2 separate regions of the Mus musculus genome follow, and region 1 is linked to region 2. Evidence: chromatin contacts called from public Micro-C data. All regions are on one chromosome and are shown on one strand. Each heading gives the region's core, a stretch centred on a gene start, on an enhancer-like site or on the middle of the called end of the contact. The rest is flanking DNA. Distances are from core to core; before and after follow the strand shown.

Region 1 (5,033 bases), core at 1,543-4,042, 5.9 Mb before region 2:
TCCTTTCTCGTGTCTCATTCCCGCGGTGCCCAGCGTGCAGTAGGACGCCCGCCGCGTGTCCCGCCCAGGCCTTACCAAGCCCTGATGCCCTGCAAAGTCCCCTGCGTGCACGCGGACCCGGCTGCAGCACCTTGATGCAAGGGTTGCGCGCCGCCGCCGCTGCCGAAGCCTCCCAGGTTGCTCACGTTCACAAAGGATCCACCGCCGGTGGCGCTGCAGGCGGGTTGCATGGCGGTGGTCGCCGCGGAGGCCGTGCCGCCACCACCACCGCCGCCACCGGTCGGATAGGCGCAGCCGTAGCTGCCGCTGTAAGCCGCCGCTGCTGCTGCGGCTGCGGCGGCTGCAGCGGCTGCGGCGGCCGAGTTCCCGTAGCCGTAGGCGGGGAAGCTGTTGTAGGAGTAGGCGCCGGCGCCCACGCCGTAGGGCGAGCCGTAGGTTTGTGCGCTGGGCGTGACGCACGGCTTGCCGTCCCGCACGAGCACCGGCACTGCCACGCGGCGGGGTGGCGGCGGCGGCGCGTGCGTCCCCAGCTCCAGGGACTTATCCTGCCGCTGTCTCTTGCACTTGTACCTGCGATTCTGGAACCAGATTTTCACCTGCGTGGACGTGAGCTTCAGGCTGCTGGCGAGATGCTCGCGCTCGGGCGCCGACAGGTACCGCTGCTGCTTGAACCTGCGCTCCAGCTCAAAGACCTGAGCTTGCGAGAAGAGCACCCGGGGCTTCCGGCGGCTCCGCGGCTTCGGCCTCTCGCCGTCCTCGCTCGTCTTACAGTCTCCCGCCGCTTCCAGAGACTTCTTCAACTGACAGCTTTCTAAGGGAGAAGCAAGACATTAGCCTTTCTAGTTCTCAGGATACCACCCCTGCGCCCCAGAGGCACAAAACACTCCCGTAGTAAATGCTAGTTTTGGGGAAAGTTCATAGTTTCTGGAGCCCAATTCCGCCCCCCCCATCCCCCCCGCGTCAGGCGGAGCACCTCCACCGGGAGAAGGCGTATTCGGTGAGAGTAATTAGCTCGCATTTATTAAATTTGAGCATCAGCGAGAAAATAGATTAAATGTGCCGGTCCAGGGGCTAATAACAATTTTCAGGCGACCGCGGAACAGGACCCCGTATCTGCAAACTCGTTTGCCTTCCACTCCCCTGAAGGTGTGGAACGAGTTGGTATTGGGGACTGGAGGCCTGGATGCATGGGTTGATTGCAAAAATTGTTTCTCTTTGGAAATATCTAAGTGAAAGGCGTATGTGCAGCTCAAGAATTGATTTTTTTTTTAATTTTCAAAACTACTGAGAACGCGTCTGTGACAGTATCTGTATGTTACCTTACAGAGGAAAAACAGTTGGATGGACCGATTTAGACAGTTTCATGTCTGTGTTAGGCCTGGAGAATTGTTAGAGAAAAGATTTTGGTCTCAGCCAGATCAAATCTCCACTCGGAGAAGAGATTATTTGATCCTGTTTCCCTTTCAGACATTTCCTTATGGGCTTATTCAATTATCTGATTCTCCTGCCTGCCCCACCTCTGATCTGCTGAATGGCCAGAATCCCACTCAGAACTAATTCAGGAACTTTAACCATTCCACTCCGCCTGCAGTATAAGAAACAAAGCGAGCATTACGATATTTTTTTTCAGAGGCCTTCACCTCCTGGGTGTGACTTGCTGCCGTCATCTGATATGGATCGAGCTCCCACACATTGGCCACCACCTCTCCTCCTTGCAGTTCGAACGTAAGAACTGCAAGCTCCGAAGTAAGCTGGTGTCTCTCAAAGTCTTGCCCGAAAGGATGGCCCAAACACAACATTCTTGCACTGCCTTTTCGGGACAGCCGGGGTGACTGCCCTGGCCTCGCTGAATTCACCTCACGTTAGAAGAAAGACAGAAAAATGGCAGAAAACTGACCCCCCCCTTTTTTTTTGAGAAGATGGGTGTGCGAGAGAACACACACACAACGGACAAGTTACGACCCAGGCTCTGGGCCCCCGTCACTCATTACTCAAGGAACCAGGATTGCAATAATCACTTTTCCTTCCCTCGGGGACTGCTCCGGGTCCCTGCTCCGGGCAAGAGCTGTTCTCTCTTTCTCTTTTATCCCCGCCCCAGCACCATCTCAGGTACCTGTGCTTTGCAGAGCTGTCCTTGAACCTGGCATAGGCATGACCCTAGCCGAATGTGAAAGGGGCGGGTGGCCATGCAGGCACGGTTTGTGGGTTTATAGGCGCTGAGCCATTGCCCCAGGTGTGCGGACGCGTTTCCTTCCCCCTCTACTCACTTTGGCTCCGTTCGCTCACAACCTCCTCTTCTTGTTCCTTGGGCCCGCTGCAAGCGTCTCGGAGAACTGTATGGACATAGCTCTGAGGACAGAGACCCGAATCTCCATGGCCCTCGGCAGCAGCTAGTGAGTTCAAATAGGACAGTTTCTCTCCCTCTTCTTCCTCGTCCTCCTCCCCTGCATCGGAAAACTGCGTCCCTTCAGCCGTGGCCAGCATGCAGGGTGCCGAGTGGAAGTGCTGCTCCAATTCCGCCTGCAAGTGAGCTCCGTGGAAGTGCCGCTGCTGCTCCAGATTCAAAATGTCTTTGACTGAGAAAGGGGTGGAGGTGACCGGGCTTGGTAACATCATCAGGGCCACTTAATTGTCCAGTCCAAATACTCAATAAATCCCGGCGGGGGCGGGGAGGGAGTGCGGTGGCTCCAGCTCTTCTTCTGGACTCCGCGGTGGTGCGGAGTCGAGCTTTTGACAGACGCGGTCCAGTCTAAATCCCCTCCATTGGCCGGGACCTGGGGGTCTGGGTTTTGTTACAGCCACTGCAAGGACTGGGGCCGGGGCTGTGAAGCCTCTGTCCGGGGGCCCTGCGTCACGTCAAGGGGCGGGGTCGGCATCCTGGCCTCCTTCCCAATTGGTTCTTGTGTATGTGGGCCACGCCCTCTGCGTCCACCCAGTGGGATGTTGCTGCGCTACCAGAAATAGACAGGGACTAGAATAGGGTCCTGAGATCCAAGTCGCGGTGGGAAAAGCTGCAAAAAACCGGGTGTCCGAATCACCGATTCCCGCTCCACCTGGCTGCACCTTCCCGACCAGGGGCAGTTCTGAGAGGCCAGACTGCGGATTTCTAAGGAGAGGAGTGTTGTATCTGTGGAAATATGAGCGACGTGTCAAATTCCACCTCACCTTTGCTCTAGCTGTCCTCGCCACCTGGAGTGCCTTTCCCACCCTCATTTCCACAGTGGAAAGCTGTTCTCCGAGGAAAAGCTTAAATACCTCCAAGGAAACTCCGCCAGATCACCTCACCTAGAGGTCCTCTTCCTCGGAACTTGCTCAGTAATGTCACTTGTCACTCTCCCATCTAGTGCCAAAGCTGTACTTAGTGTCCGCTCGATTGTCACTTTAGATTGTGAGTCCCTGAGGGCAGGGTCCAGACCGTACTTGCCCTTGCAGCCCTCGAAGTGGCTTCAGAGAGCAGGTCTGTAGAAGACAAGACGACCGAGTTCTGTTAGTGTGCAGAGGCTCTATGCTTCGAAGCCTGGCCTGAGTCAGTATTTGGTTTTGGACGTTCTCAGTTTCCTGGTCAATATAAAGGAGCCGAATTGCCTCTTCTAGGGTTATTGTTGGAGTTTTTTTGTTTTTGTTTTTTAAAGGATAACCAGGCCGGAAGCATAGCACAGTTGTCTACTTAAAGCAAAGAGCTCAATACTTGTAACTACCCTTGTTCTTTGTGGGAGGTCAGAGCAGTGTTTGTTGCCTGCATTGATTCTGACCGGGCTGGTGTTCCACTGCACACACTGGGTGGCTCTGGTCTCAGAAGGGAGGGGACCCCCGCTGTGGCTGCAGCTCAGGCAGCCTTCTGAAGGGAATCGGGAGCCCGAGCCTAGGCCTCAACTTTCTGAAACGCCTTATTTCTCTCTTTCTGAAACCGTGGTTGTGTTCTGCAGGGAGACTAAATGCAGCCTCAGATTCAGAAAACTGCCTGATGGAGACCACCTTCTGGTATCCACCCGCCTACATACCTAGCCCCTGAGTGGTAAGGGGCACTATTGTGAGATTAAGAGCAAAAGGTGTGGGCAGCAGGCCTTGGAAAACCAAACTAGTTCCGCTTTCAACGTAGGGTTCCTCAGTAGGCCGCCCTTGCTTTTATTTATTCTCTCTCTCTCTCTCTCTCTCTCTCTCTCTCTCTCTCTCTCTCCCTCCCTCCCCCCCCCCCCGCCCCCGTAGAACCTCACAGTTTGGGAGAGACCGGCCTCAACTAGAAGGGTTCGCCGGATGGCGGCGCGGTGACCGAGGACGACGCCCTAGGAAACTTGTAGACAGGGCATGAATGCGGATTACGTGGAGAGCGGCCTTGCGGAACCCCGAGGCGGCAGCGAGAGGAGTTGATGCCCTTGGTCCTGGAAAGAAAGAACTGCGGGTTGGGAGGAGAGAGAGGCGGGGCTCTTGGGGGGGGAGCGGAAATACAGCGGGGAGGCAGCTCGTGGGGCCACCCGGGAGGCTGGTACGAGGCTCCCTCCACGTGCTCTGGGGGAGATGGGGAAAGATCATCTGTGGTTAGGCCCCGGCTCCTTGAAACCATTCCTTGGTCGCAGGAGCCTTTTTGCTCTAAGACTTGAAACTAGACGCTGCGGGCAGAGGCCGTGGTCTCTACAAAGGGCCCGCCAGCCCACCAAGGGAAGGAAGAGTGTGCCTGGTTTTGCTGTGGATCCGAAGCTCAAACATCCAGAGGTGGGGTGAGTGCGCCGCGCTGCAGGGTGGGGGACTTTGAGTGGACGCGTGCTGCGCGTCCCAGCTGCCAGACAGAGGACCAGAAGGAAACCATGCTCCAGTCTCAGTTCCCCACCCTGCAGCCAACTGCAAGGCAAAACCCATCGCAGAGAAATGCTTGTGTTCCTTTCTGCTCTCCACTTTTCTTAGCTTTCAAGTGATTTCAAGATCTGGACCAAAGAAAAGATAAAAAGCCGTTGCTTCTGTCGGGAGCGCATATTTTTCTTGCTTGGTTTCTTGCTTGCTAAGGGCGGTCGGCCTCACTTAAACCTTGCCCCAGAACC
Region 2 (5,870 bases), core at 889-3,388:
GTAGTTTCATGACCACCAAAGAGGAGCTCTGTTGACGATTGTTTTAGTGCCTAAGGATAAAAACGGAAGTTTATACAGATCTGAGTGCAGTTTATAGCACTGTTACAAAGACCTGACCTGAGAATATTGCACGGAAGACTTCAAGGGTAAAATCCGTTTTGTTCATAGAAAGTCAAAGACCACAAACAAAAACGCAAAACTCCCTTAATCCTGCTCTTCCGCTTTAACCTTTGTAGATGAGCCTTGCCCTTTGAACTTTGGGATCTTCCCCATTGCTCAGCCACCCCCTTCCACAGCTCTCTAGACCAATGCCACCCTTTAATACGGTTCCTCGTGTTGTGGTGACCCCCAACGATAAAATTATCTTTGTTGCTACTTCATAACGGTAATTTTGCTACTGTTATGTTTCTTGATGTAAATATCGGATATGCAGATGCTCTTAGGCGACCCTTCTGAAAGGGTTGTTTGGCTCCGTGAAGGGGTCACGACCCACAGGTTGAAAAGCTCTAGACCTAGCATCGCCGCCCACTTGGAAGTAGCTGGGGCCTTGACAGGGCTTTGGAGACCCCCAGAAAGTGTGTCTGGAAAGTCAGAGGCACTCCCCGGCCCTTGGCACCTTTTGAAATTGCTTCTCACCTGCATATCCAGCCTCTCTCCCCTCTCCCACGAGTGCTCAATCAGGAGCTGCAGCGCGTCCTTGCAACCCCCATCCGGCTCTGTAGCCTGAAGCCGGCGGATCTTGGCGCGAATGTTCTCCTCGATGCGCGCGTGTATAAGGTTCCGCGCCTTCACGCCCTGAGCGCGGAGAGAGCGTGGCGGTGAGCGGATGCCCGAGCTTGCGTTCCCCTACTCCGACTCCGCAAACCGCCCTTACCCGGTACAGGCCGCTAAAGGGCACGTCAATGGGAAGAGAGAAGAGATTGCGGGTCATCTCCTCGAAAGCCTCCACGAGCTGCTGCTCGTCCTCCCCGCCGCCCGCTGGACCCGGCTCGCAGCCCAGCAGGATGCGCATGGCGATGCGGAACATGAGGCGCTTCACCTCGGGGTAGACCAGGAGGCCGCGCTCGCCGCAGCTTAGCCACTGCTCCAGACAACTGCTGACTTCCTCAGCGATCACGGGCACGTAGCACTGGAGTGCCTCGCGGCTGAAGGCCTGCATAATCACCTGAGCACCCCCCAGGAGCAGAGAGTGTTACAATCCTCTACTTTCCCTCAGCCCCCCCCCCTTCGCCTTTCCGAGTACCCTTTCAAGAATTTCAGTCCCCCCAGGACTAACCCACGTGCTAGCAGAAAAGCTAAAGTGGATCTCAGATAGAGAGGGTCCTGGTCCCCACCACATAGGACTAGCCCTCGCCCCGCATCTATTTGCCTGAACCAAGCCATAGGATGAGGTCTCCCTGCCAGCCAAGGAGTTGCCAGCTCACCCTCACCTTCTTTCGCTGCTTGTGCGAGGAATCGTGCAGGTTGGAGAGGCAGCCAGCGCCCAGGATGGTGCGCACCGACGCGGGCCAGTGCACCGACACCAACCGGTGCTCTCCCAGCAAGATGCGCCGCACATTATCCGCGCCCATCACCCGCACCGTGGGCCGCCCAAACAGATGCGTCTTGTAGATGAAGCCGTATTTCCTGCGCTTCATCTGCAGAAACTTCCTCCGCTGAGAGGGAGGTGGAGGAGAGAGACCCGCAACCCGCATGAGGGGGCGCCGGGGAGCATCTGGTCTCCGTCTAGCCCCTCTTCCAAGCCGTGGTCGCCTCCCTCGCGAGGACACTTATCCCACCTTCAGCCCAGGCCCAGAGCTGAGGCGGACTCCGGGGGAAGCGTCAGGTCCCTTCCCGAGCTCCCTTACCTGAAGCACCATCTGCAATGTTTCCCCAAAGAATGGGAAGCCCATGGTACCGGGGGGCAAGGGGAGGGCGCAGCTGCGATCGCGGCTGCTCACACAGTACAGGTCCCAGAGCTTGAGCGCCGCCAGGAAGAGCAGCAGCGGCAGCACGAAGGTGCAGAGCGCACTGGCCAGCAGCGCCGGGAGCCCCATGGCACGCTTCAGCCTCCCGCGCCACCTGCCGCCGCCGCCCTAGCTCCGAACCCCGCCGCGCGCCCTCTTTATAAGGCCGCCCAGGTTACTGCCCACGTTACCTTGGTCAGACAAATTAGTTCACCCAAAGTTCATCTTTAATTGCGGATCGGGCCCCTGGCTCCTCCCCCCTCGAGGCGCTGCCCAAAAAAATCTTTAACCGTTTGTTCCGCGCCGAGGCAGAGGCGGCGCACTGGCGGCTTCCCTCTGAGCGCGCCTCCTGGGGGTGCGGGACTAGGAACACCTCTTTCCTTGTCCTAGGTGTGCAGAGCTCCGAGTTACCACGGTGCGGCTTCGGGCGGGGGAGGGGGCGGGGGGAGTGGGTTGTGGATCGGGGTTCCAAGAAGTGGGAATTTGGAGTCCTGGGTTTCCTAGCTGTCTCTCTGCTGTCCCTCGAGCCGGGTCGAACCAGCTGCCCGAGCCCGAAGCCTTCCCAGCTCACCATTCACAGGCGCCTCGTGGGCTCTTTTCCATTGGCTTGGAAAGCGCGTTCAAGAATCATCGTTCAATGGACTTGACCCACCGGTTGAGTAAATGAGATTCCAAACGCTTCCTGATCTGGGAGGATCCCAAGAAGATCCCAGGGCGAGGGTCCTAGCCGGTCTCGGAGGTCAAGTATGACTGGCGGATCGTGGACGCTAGCTTTCCAGGGCCCCACAGGCGAGCCAGCGCATGAAGACTTGGAAAATCCTGCTTTCGAGTTCAAAGCAAGTAAGCCTCCAGGTCTCTGGGACCCCCAGGTGCAGCCTTGCACATGCCTGACTCCCTTCTCTAAGCCCTGGTGGGGTACTAAGGAGACCAGAGGCTCCAAAGTCAACCTCCACTGTAGTAATACCGCCAAGCCGGCCCAATTCCTATAGCCCTGGGGCTTGCAACCTCAGCCAAGCGGCCGGGAAGAGGGCCCCCAGTCCAGGCAGATATGGGGAGGAATACAGGGAGGAAACCCCCCTTTCCACCTTGGCTCGCCTGTATCTTGGGTGAGTCACCAGGCTGTCTGTTTCTCTTAGGACAAAGTTGATCGTTTCCACTTCGTCTACACCACAAGGCAGCTGTGAGTTCGCTAATAGAGTGGTCTGGTTTCAGGGTTCTAGAACCTTCCCTCTACTCTCCCAGATCCCATCCACTGTAAAGCCACGGAGCCTGGTAAGAGGGTTGTTTGGACCTATGCTTCTGGCACAGGCCATTGGGAACGTTATGGGAATCCACTGGGGGTTGACTGTGAAACTTCAATCGTCAGCTCCTTCAGTCAATAACTAACGGGCACAGGGGAACTGCGTGGTGCGTGTGCGCGCGCGCGCGCGCGCGCACACACACACACACACACACACACACAAGGCTTCTCATGTCCTCCCGCCACAAAGCTTTGGCCAGTCAGCACCACACATTGCCTTGATTTGGGCACTGAATGCACCAGTGGCGCGGAAAACTAACAGAATGACGTGTGTTTGTTTAGAACTGAACATGGGCTCTAGCGAAAACACACCCGCAGCCCTTGGGAAGAGTCCATTGGGGATGAAAAACTTGCTTTTTGAAAGCTGTTCAATATGTGGTCTCCTGCGGTGGTTCCTAAACGTCTCCCTGGAGTTGGGGGTGTCATAAAATGACCTCAAAGGTCCTGCGGGCAGCACAAACTTAGCAACTCTCTAAGCCGGGATGCCCATGGGTTGTATTTCGGGGACTCAGTGGTTCCCTATAACTATCTCTAACCAGCTTTTCAGAGGCTCTGGGGAGGCGGGCGCTGCCACTGTCATATCTTGTAATGATTTGGTTACTGTAAAGAATGAGAACCGATTTCTGGCACCGGCAGGAACGCAAACGAATTGTGCTGGGGGTAATTCTCAGAAACTTCGGTCCGCCCCTTTCTGGAGAGCGCCTCCGGCCCGGTGTGCAAACCCGGCCAGGCCAGCGGGGGCGTGACCTGGGGCCCATTCCCAATCCTTTAGCCTGACCCGCCTGTGACCCCTGCAGGCCGGACCGTGACATCTCAGTGAACTCTGCCGGGCCACCCCACCAAGTTCAGCCTGCTCCTGTTTACAACATGAGCCCGGCTAGCTAGCACTCTGGAAATGGCCACAAGGAAAAAAAAACAATACTTAAAAAATAAATACGAAATCTAACTGGCTATCAAGATCCGCGGGCCGCCTGGTAGAAAAACATTAAATGTTAGAGTGTAAGATCATTTTAAATCTCCAAGGGCAAGGGCGAGGGAGGTCCATAAACTACCAGCCCAATAAGAACTTGATCTAGGAACTTCACCAAAGTTTATTGGGTGGTGGTCGGTGGGGAAGGAAGGTTGGCTCGTTGGGAACCAAATCGTTGGCCGGTTTTCCTATTACTAAGGGACCAGAGCTGTGGGGGTCGGGTTTCTCGTGCTGGTTGTCTCTGCTGTTTTGTTTTTGCTAGTGGACATGGATCGCAGCAAACAGGTGGCCCGCGTGAGCTCCTGGGCTTTCTTTCTCTTCAGCCCTCTAGCTTTCTCTCTGGTCTCTGTGTTCCATACCTGCTGCTGTTCCCAGCCAGGGAACCCAGGCCAACATGCCTGATCCCTGCCAATGTCACCTCAGACCGGTTCCCTTGCCCAACCGTTGGAATTCAGGTCGGAGGCGCGCTGCGTGGAAAGGTTTTTGTTGCTTTTTCATCTCTCTGTGCTTTTCTCCACTGGGCGGTTTTCGTATGTTTGCTTGGTTGGTTGGTTTTTGGCTTTGTGTTGCTGGTTTATTCACTGTCTGCCTCTTCGTGTGAGCGGCAGAAGTCCAAGGAGCAAGAACTACATCTGCTCTTTCCCTACAAACTTGGGAGTTACTAAACCAGGAGCCTACATACCAATTCCTTGATATCCATGGCATTGATATTAGCAGCTATGGAAAATGAGAGGAAAATCAGAGCCACTTCCACGTGCTTATAGGTGGTCCAGACCCCAAAGCAAGCAAACAAGTCTCTTTGAACCAGTTTGCCCTGGCTTCTGAAAGGTACCACCCTAATTCCCCACCCTCCCACCCCAAATCAGAATCAACCTGAAAGTGGGGCATTCAGGTCCAGGCTTCTGGGATGCTCAAGGTTGTAGGCCTGCACCATGATACCTTTGCTCCCTCTGGTGCCTGCAGAGCTCAAGCTGGCCTCTACTCTGACCAGCTGCGGCTTACTAGCTGTCCTGTATAGGGGTTATAGTGGTGTTAACCCCAACAGCTGCTATGCTCCCCTTGCCTTCAAGCCCCAGGCTCCACTTTATAAGTGGATTCAAGTATAAGGTCAGGAGGCCACCAGTTTCCTCCTACAAGGTCAGCCTAGGCTAGTGACAGCTTCCCTGGCTCACCGGTTATGTCCTCTTGCCTAGCAGCATGGGAATGTGAATGACAGGTTGAAGTGGGCTTTGGGGAATGAAGGCAGATGATAGTGGCTTTGATGTAAGCAGTGGTGGGACCCTTTGGGTTGGAAAGGCCAGACAGTCCTTTAGACTAGGGATAGCTATGGAAAGCAAAAGGGCTGAGTTCCACAGGTGACATGGGCTCAAAGGTGGGGCAGGGGGATTGAGTGATGGAAGAGGGTGCAGGTCAGCAGGGGCTCATTGGTCTAGCCTCACTTAACGGTGAGGGGAGTGAAGCAGTAAGCAGAAGAGCTCTGCAATCAGACAGTGCAGAGATGCTCCAAAACCCACATCCACATCTGTGGTCCAGGGGGAAGCACAGAACTGAGGCCACTCAACTTCTAAACCCTCTGGGTATAGGCTACAGTATGTCCTTCAGGGATGTCTTTGTAGCCCATCCACTCCACTCTTGGCCATCACACCGGGGGGGG

The links. A called contact is a pair of places that touch in the nucleus more often than the background predicts.
Region 1: a Micro-C map of embryonic stem cells shows a contact between it and region 2, with 15 times the contacts expected there. The contact joins the promoter of Nkx2-3 here to the promoter of Cyp26a1 in region 2. A contact is called at or near these places in 3 of 484 Hi-C or Micro-C datasets (embryonic stem cells and epiblasts).

What each region holds. Positions count from the first base shown.
Region 1 is chr19:43,610,084-43,615,116 of GRCm38.p6, reverse strand. It overlaps Nkx2-3 (NK2 homeobox 3), which reads right to left and starts at 2,792. Exons shown (of 2, transcript NM_008699.2): 1 at 2,268-2,792; 2 at 1-811. The coding sequence starts at 2,616. The coding sequence ends at 72. Gm20467 (a long non-coding RNA gene) reads left to right here and starts at 3,061. Exons shown (of 4, transcript XR_001782682.2): 1 at 3,061-3,315; 2 at 3,927-4,015; 3 at 4,207-4,715.
Region 2 is chr19:37,694,076-37,699,945 of GRCm38.p6, reverse strand. Cyp26a1 (cytochrome P450, family 26, subfamily a, polypeptide 1) reads right to left here and starts at 2,138. Exons shown (of 7, transcript NM_007811.2): 1 at 1,848-2,138; 2 at 1,431-1,655; 3 at 875-1,165; 4 at 637-795; 5 at 1-50. The coding sequence starts at 2,036. It overlaps Gm32342 (a long non-coding RNA gene), which reads left to right and starts at 2,400. Exons shown (of 3, transcript XR_003952929.1): 1 at 2,400-2,786; 2 at 3,083-3,218.